3 separate regions of the Gossypium hirsutum genome follow, and regions 1 and 2 are each linked to region 3. Evidence: chromatin contacts called from public Hi-C data. All regions are on one chromosome and are shown on one strand. The core of a region is the stretch at or near the end of the contact, and the rest is flanking DNA. Distances in the headings are between cores, read along the strand shown.

What was found. A called contact is a pair of places that touch in the nucleus more often than the background predicts.
Region 1: a contact with region 3 is called in a Hi-C map of leaf, with 2.5 times the contacts expected there. The contact joins the promoter of LOC107939038 here to the promoter of LOC107895058 in region 3. A contact is called at or near these places in 6 of 34 Hi-C or Micro-C datasets (callus, hypocotyl, leaf and 1 more).
Region 2: a Hi-C map of leaf shows a contact between it and region 3, with 1.9 times the contacts expected there. The contact joins the promoter of LOC107890468 here to the promoter of LOC107895058 in region 3. A contact is called at or near these places in 2 of 34 Hi-C or Micro-C datasets (both in leaf).

Annotation. Positions count from the first base shown.
Region 1 is chrA13:81,893,544-81,896,378 of Gossypium_hirsutum_v2.1, forward strand. LOC107939038 (far upstream element-binding protein 2) reads left to right here and starts at 1,301. Exons shown (of 7, transcript XM_016872324.2): 1 at 1,301-1,650; 2 at 2,106-2,461. The coding sequence starts at 1,437.
Region 2 is chrA13:82,187,528-82,190,260 of Gossypium_hirsutum_v2.1, forward strand. It overlaps LOC107890468, which reads left to right and starts at 1,261. Exons shown (of 12, transcript XM_041084708.1): 1 at 1,261-1,805; 2 at 2,623-2,682. The coding sequence starts at 1,659.
Region 3 is chrA13:81,338,471-81,341,170 of Gossypium_hirsutum_v2.1, forward strand. It overlaps LOC107895058 (sister chromatid cohesion 1 protein 4), which reads left to right and starts at 1,367. Exons shown (of 15, transcript XM_016820258.2): 1 at 1,367-1,990. The coding sequence starts at 1,867.

The DNA.
Region 1 (2,835 bases), core at 51-2,550, 560 kb after region 3:
TCACATTACTTAGACTATCTATTAAATTACATAATGTTATTACAAATATAAGACATTTAGGCTATAAACATTGATTTCATGGTTTAGGGTTCTACTTACCTTCTGGCTAGTGGGAAGCTAAAAGGTTTAGATGGTAGAAGTCTATGAGCAAAAGTTGATACTACTTCCACAATTGTAAAATCACAAGGCATCCATTCACTTCCTTACTCCGCACTTTACACCTCTTGCACAATGCTTTATATAGGTAAAATGGCAGGGTCCCAACTATATGTACCAACAATTTAAAAGTTAGATAAAAATGGGAAGTACAAGGTATGAACTAAGTTGCCAGGATTTTCTATCATCAACACACCTCCGATTAGGTGAAGAATGTATGCTCGAGCATGGCAATCGATCTAAATGGATGTTGAATTCCCTAGGAGATTCCTAAGTCACTTCTTCAACTAATCTAACTTCACTTGGTGCCATTTGAAATCCACCGAAAGGTTTGTATCAGTTCTGAACTTTGCATAAAGGTTATCTTGTAGATTAAATTCAAAGCTTCCCATCACAATATGCTCGTCTTCTAGAAGCCTTGTTAGCAATGCTACATCTTCCAGTTTTATTATCGCCTAGCCGTATAAGGGATGAAACATATGGGTCTTCGGTCTCCATCGTTTAATCAGAGTGGATAAGAATGACAAAATGTAAGTAACTCTCTCAATTTGACTTGTGTGATAGAAATCAATGCCCCTTAATTAAAGCAGGATTCTCTCGTCAAGTGGACCTATACTCATATTGTTGCGAAGCTAAGTAATACAAGAATACTCTAATGTAACTACACTTTGGGCTACATGTCCTTCAAATCTCAATAAGTTGGCAACCATTATGTAGGATATACTGTAAAGAACAAACATCATAACTTATTTTTGTTTATTGCAAAAAATTAACAAATTTATTTGCCTATTTATAGCTTCTTAAATTAGGGATTCACAAAAAAATTTAGTAAAAAATGACAGGTGTTGATTTTTAATTATTTTCTATTATTATTTATTTAAATTACTAAAGAAAACTTCTTCCTTTTTAAAAAATAGTTTATTTTTTAAAATTTAAAAAACAGATAAATAAAAACAAAAATAATTTAAATTTAAATATAAAAAATCCAATTTTGGGAAATAAAGAAAAACAAAAATATTTTCTCACACCTAAAGATTTTTTTTTTCAAGAAAATAAAAAGAAGACTGGAGAGTGGGCCAAAGAAATAAAAGAAATTGCGAAATGTGAAATGTGATATTTTGCAGCTATAAATTGGCCTTAAACCCTAATGTAATACATGACATACAAACACGATCTTTTATCTCTTACACACTAGCATCCTCATCCAACACTTCCATTTCTTCGCTATTTCTGCTCTTTTCTCCAAACCCTAGATTACTTCTCCTTTTCCGTACATTTTGATGGCGGAGGAAGAGGCCGTAGCCCCTGCACCCAGCCCCGTCCCTTCCGATCTTAAGCGAAAACTCGAGGATGTTGAGCCCCACGACCCCCATGCCGACAACATGCCTCGGGACTCTGCTTTAGACCCTGATGCCCAAGATAACGATGCTGCACCATCTGATTTGTCCGAGGCAAAACGCCCTAGGCTCGACGACGATAAAACCGATGGCTTGGGTAATGAACATGTTCCCTTTTTTTGGGGTTTATGTACTATATTAGGAAATGATTTGAGGGCTTAAATGATTGTAGCTTTAGGGTTAATTGAAACTTTTCTATGGTAAAACAGCTTTTTTGGAAAACTGAAGATGTTCAGGAATTGCGAGTTTTATGTGCTAGGTGAATACGAAGTGAGAAGATTAAGGCTCCGCTTGGTTGTTACTTTACTAATTTTTCTTTTTCTATCATTTATTTTTACATGTTTAAAAATTGCTAAAATCAAGAGCCAATATTTGATGGAGCCTATGAGTGAACACCTTGTTTTTTTTTTCCCTTTCCAATTTTGTGCAGAAAGCAAAAACAAATAGCAACAGTGATATCAAAACAAAACATGGTTTATGGCTAGTTCATATTTTTATTGCTTTGCATATCTAACTATTCTGATTCCATGGTCTTTATGCTTAAAATAACAGCCAGTGAGAATGGATTTGAAGCTGAGAAATCGCATGAACCTGCCAAGGAGGAAGAGGAGGGTTTGCAGCAAAATGAGCTTAACAAGCAAGCAGAGGATGGTGATTCTCCTGCAAAGGAGGCTGAAGAAACTGTAAAACCTGAGCAATATGAAGGAACTGCAGAGGAAACAGATGGGCAGTCTGCAGATAATCCTGAAACTGCTGATGCTGAGTTAGGTAAAGTTGAGAGTTTTGAGGCAGATAACGGTCAAGAACCTGCTAAAGAGGATAATAAGCAACCTTCTGATGACTTGCCTCAGCAGGAGGTTGATGATGGTACAACTATTACGCGCAAAATGGAGGTTCCTAATGCGAAGGTATGCTGGCCAAAATTTTAGGCTGTCTCATTGTAAATTGTTTGAACTGGGTGTAAACTGAAGTTGATTTTTTCGTAGTTACTTCAACAAACATTTCAACAATCCCTTTTTGCACTATAATCTGTTTGGTCCCGTGTCAAATAGACAATCCTTTTTTAAATTTTTTTTCCCAATAATGTAGGTCTTTTTATTCTTCTCTCTTAAGGTGGATGTCATCTATTAAATTACATTTTTTAATAAAAATCCCCTCATTATGTGTCTAAACTACCTTTAATGTTTTATCTGCATTTATTGTTCTTTCTTTGGTGACGTCTACCTTTTTCAGTGTACACACATTCCAAAAATATCTTGTAATCCAAGCAATGCCTTACTCC
Region 2 (2,733 bases), core at 11-2,510, 850 kb after region 3:
AATTTATAAATATATGAATTTGTACTATTTATTTCCATCCCCATGTTTTCCTTGAATTACTGTATATTGAATTGGTTAAATGCTCAAATTTAATATTAAGGTTTTCAAATAAGTACTTTTTTTTAAACAATGTTTTGTGAAAAAAATGAAATGATTAATAAAGCCTTTAGGGAGGGTAATAATGACACCCTTAATACACTTACTCCTAACATGTTTGAATTAGTTCTTTAGTACACCAAGACTTTTAGTGGCCCATGGAAATGAAACTTTATGTTGGAATCTAAATCCTATAAATAGTTTCACTATGGCTAGTGCTAACACTTCTATTGTGAATAGAAGGAATCCTAGTGTTGAAAACCACTTTAACTCTTTACCCTAGTGAAAGCTTATTGGGAAATCTAAAGTCTTTCCTAAAATACGAATCTTTCTTTGGAAATGTTTCCTTTAAATTGTCCCAACCAGAGCATTCTTTGGTAGTAGGGGAATAAATATAGAGGACAAGAGTTCATTATGCCTAACACACTAGAAACACTTAGCCACTTACTAAGAGACTATGCAGTTATAAAACAATGATAGAATTGAATTTGGCCAAGGGAGACTAACTAAAGCGTAAATAATATTATGCTTCACGAATGATTAGAGAAAAATGACAAGAATTGGCATCATCTCTATAGAATTTCTTAGAAAGTGATTTTTGCTTCTATGTTATGATAAATTTAATTGTCTCAAAATGTCGTCATTTTTCATGAAAGAGTCGAGACAAATCAAGTAGCTCCATAACTCTTTCTAAAGTTGTAGAATTTCATGCTCTATCTACACCTCTTCATAGATATAAACTACTTACAATAATAGATATCAAATAATAACCATCCCTCTCAAGATGATTTAAACTAAACACAGATAGTTTTGTTCTTGCTAATCTTGGAAAGGCAAAAACACATATGATCATTGGAGATAATATAATAAATTAGGTTATTAGAGTTTATAGTTATATCTCACATGTTATGAGTGTTCAAGCGGAGTTTTAAACTTTTAAAAGTAGTCTAATGCTTGTTAGGGACAAGAAGATAGCTAATATTATTGTAGAGCTTGATGGTTCGGTTGTTATTAGTTTGATTTGTAACAAAAATTTGATGAATCCCTTTTTGTATACCCTTAAGTAGCCTAGTTAATATCCTCTAATCGTGGACTTTTCACTTTTGTTGTCGACAGCCACCGAACTATTTATTACCCATTATGCGTGCCGAGTCCATCAGAGTTATGTTTAATTAATCTATCAATGTTCTTTATGACAATAAAAAAAGCGAAGAAAATCCTGAGCCTGAGGGGTTGGTTTACTGTTAAGTTTTAACCGACAAATCTTACCATAGCTGACGAGCATCCCGCATACCTGCCCAAGTCGTAACATAGTCTACTGTGTCTAACAAAAATAAAGGGAAAAAAGAAGAAAAAAAAAGCGTATCTGAACGCTTGTTTATGTCTTGACTCTGTGGTGATCTTGTTAGGCTCAGGCTTTACTGCACTGATCCGCCGGATCTCGTGGCCGAGTCTCTTTCTCTCTCCATCGTCCCACCGAAAACCTTTATTATCCAGTTGTAGATCAAACATTCAACGCCAAAGGGTTTCTTAAGTGAATCCGAGCAAGAAAGAAAGAGTAGATGAAAGGGCACGAGAAATTGACTCTGCTTCTATGCCTAATATGGACTGCAACCATCCTTTACGGCGAGATGTTCTCCTTTTACATGCCCTTTCTCTTCTCTTGCTCTTGGCCTCACCTTTCCTCATCCTCTTCTTCCGATTCCACTGTAATTTTCTTGTCGTCTCTTTTCACTAATTTGATCTTCATTTTTCTTTTTGTTTTATTGATATTTGAATTGATCTCATTTCCATTACTATTATTAACATGTTCCAAGCTGAGAATATGTTGATTTTAGAAGATGCAATTATAAAAGCAAATTTACTTTTGAAAGGGTTGAAATATGCAGAAATTTGAGTTCTATTTAGCCACAACAACAACAAAAAAAGACTGAAAGCAATCAGTGGTGGGGTTTAGTATCTTTTTAATAAAATTTACGTTTTAACTTTCAGCATTGGGATATTTTTGGTATTAACAATTGTGCTGTCGATTCCTGAGGCTTTTTGCTTTCAGAAGATATGTTGAAACCCAAACTTCAATGATTCAAAGCTAATTCCCTATATTTGATTAAATTTTAATTACCCTAAAAGATTACTTATTTATGTGTGAAATGCTCTACTCATTTTTATCTTTCCGAATGAAAGAAAGTAGCAAAAGCATCAAATTAACATTTGTTATCAGATCATTTTTCTTTTGGTTATTTACTTAGATAAACTGGAATGATGCTTATTTAGTGCTAATCTGTTACACCTAGTACAAAGGAATCTAGTGTTTGAACTATACTCATTATACATTTCAGGAATTCTTGGCACCTGTTTAAGTTCCTTAAAACTATAGTGTGCTCAATTAATGATTCTCTGGGTGTGATTATGGATGATAACACTGTATAACTCAAATAGAACACATTGATGCAGTTTATTGCGCATTTTATCATGCTCATGAGCGAATCAACAGAGGAACTAACAGTTTTTGTTTTGCAAGTTTAGATGAATGGAAAAGGTTATGCGGCTGATTATGTCAAAGTGGCTGTTATTGCTGATCCACAGGTACTCTTGTCCTCGTCCTGTTATTCATCCTTGTTGCATTCTAACATATAT
Region 3 (2,700 bases), core at 117-2,616:
TAGTTCATCGATATTCGACCACCTTTGAACTTGTCCAGGACCTTCCCCAACAGTGATCGACAGAAGGTCACTTTGGCCAAAATGATCCCAGATCCCATGATGACTGGACCATCTATTAGTAGACTGAGTTGTAGCACCACGTCTTCGAGTGTGATTGTACACTCATCGCATGGAAGATGGAAAGTGTATGTTTCAAGCCTCCATCTCTCCACCAATGCACTAATTAGTTGCAAATTGAGTTTGCAGCCCCCAGACATGTTAGACGCATATAAGAATCTAGCTACTTGCAGGTGGCCACGAATTTTAGGAATTGCATGCTTTCCTATATTATGGATGAAGCCCTCTAGAACACGATCATCTGCCTATTTACACACACACAAAAATATAATTATAATAAAAAATTAAATTTAACATTATTGAAATTAATGAAATTTAAGTTTCGGTCTTACTATTACTAATTGGCAGCGAAAATGTGCTTGTCGTCGAAGCCAATTAATGAGGCGACCATTCGTAAGAAATCAGTTTAAAAGAATAAAAACGAGATAATTAAAAAATAATATTTTAATATAAAAATATAAAGAATTATTTAAAATGAGAGAGTTGAGAGACTTGAGAGGGTTTGAGAGAATTTGACAAAATTGAGAGAGTTGAGAAAAGGATATGAATGAAAAAAATAAAATTTGAAGGGTATTTATAGGGTAAAAAAAGTTACTGTCAGAGTTTTATTTTTTTTACCGTTTGCGGCAACGTTCAAAAAGGTATTGGGATTTGACCGTAACTGGACACGTTTTTTAAAAAATCGGCCTATAACCCTAATTAAAATTAAAACCGGTCCAAAACTCTAATTTAATAAAAAAGATTGGCCTATAAGCCTTATTTTGCCATATTTAGTAATTTAATTTTATATTTGGGTAATTAATTGGGTTAGGTTTTTTTAAGGTAATTTCGGTGATTTATTGAAATTAAGTAATTTGGTTATTTTATAATTAATGATTTAATTTTATATTTAGATTTAAATAAATAATTAGATTGAGTTATTTTTATAATTTAATAATTAGTAAAGTTATTTTATGTTTGTGTTGATTTAATACGAGTAATTGGGTTTTAGGTTAAATTTAATGCTTAATGAATCGCATAAATTAAATAAGCTAATGGGAATAAATCAAATTAAACCGATATGGGATGAGTTTGGCCCCCGTTTTTCTCGTTTTGTACCTTTCTAATGAAAGAGATTGGTTCACAAACAAAAAAGAATGGAGGGATAGGCTACGCCTTTGACAAAACGTACTGGAGAAGTCATAAAATTCAAAATTAACCAGCCAGTGAAAGAGCGCCACGTTTCCAACATACCTGCACTAATACAACGACGAACACAAAACCAAAGTTGAATTTCGAAATTAATTTCTTATTACAAAAAAGCATTTACTAAAATTAGCGCTTTCCCTTCTGTTTTTCTTTCCCAGTCTCCAATTGATCTGCGTCTGTCCGATCCGACTCAACTGGTGATTCTGCAAACTGAAACTTCACAAATTTTGAACTTCTCCTGAGTGGCGGTTCTGTAATTAAGCGGAAATGGGTCCCTTTACGGAGTTTTGGGAGGGTTTCACTGGTTGTTTGGTGGACTGAGATTTGTAAAGGTTTCCTTGTTGCTATTGATTTTTAGGGATATTCTGAACTTAATTTGTTCATTTCCGCTGCTAGAAGTGGAAAGTCAAGGGTTCTGTTGTGGAATTTGAAATTTAGGGTTTCTCTTCTCTTGTGAGCTTTGCCAGTTTGTTGAATTCTTACTGAAAGATCTAATTTTAAGCTTAAATAATAGGGCTTGGTTACATTGTATGAAGAAATAGGGTTTGTATTAGGCGAGAAATGTTTTATTCACAGTTTATATTGGCGAAGAAAGGTCCATTGGGGACGATATGGATAGCTGCCCATCTGGAGAGGAAACTCCGCAAGAATCAGGTGGCGGATACGGACATCGGTGTTTCTGTTGGTTAGTACCTTTTAAGTCTACTTTGGACTTAATCTATCCTTTTCCACTTAATAGAGCAATATCTTAGTCTTCTTAAGGTTAGATTAATATAGTCTGTGTGGATATGTTCTTCTTTTATGCTGAATCAGAATTTATTTATTCACTCTTTGGTTATTGCTTGTGCTACATTGAACTGCAATCTTTCGGGTGAGAAATTTATATGATTTTACTTTAATACGAGAAGCATATTTACTTCATAATTGGTACTGCTTTTTCAGTCATTGTTTCCTTTTTTTAATCAATTATGATTTTGCATATTTCCGATTTAGTTTTAACTACTTTATGAGGAACTAAATAGCAAGAAGTAGTTAGAATTTCCTTTCTTATTTGTCCTATTAGTATGCTCTTTTCTTTTCTTGACATTTGATTTATTAAACCAACATCTGGAATTAATGATGGTCATGCATAGTTCTAAGTTTATTAAGTATTTCTATAAGCTTGATGAAATAAAAGTAGTTTCAACTGTTAAACATCCATTAGTAGAAGTGGTATTTATGAATTGAAAATTTTAAATACCAGGTTAGCGTGAAAATCAGCGTGCTTGATGAAATGAAACTGTCAATTTGGTAAAACATGGGTTCTCTTGACAATTGTGGAGCAGGGTGGAAATGCCAATACCTTGCTTCTGATATCGGTCTCTGTTGCCTACTGGTTCTTGAAACTGAAAATTT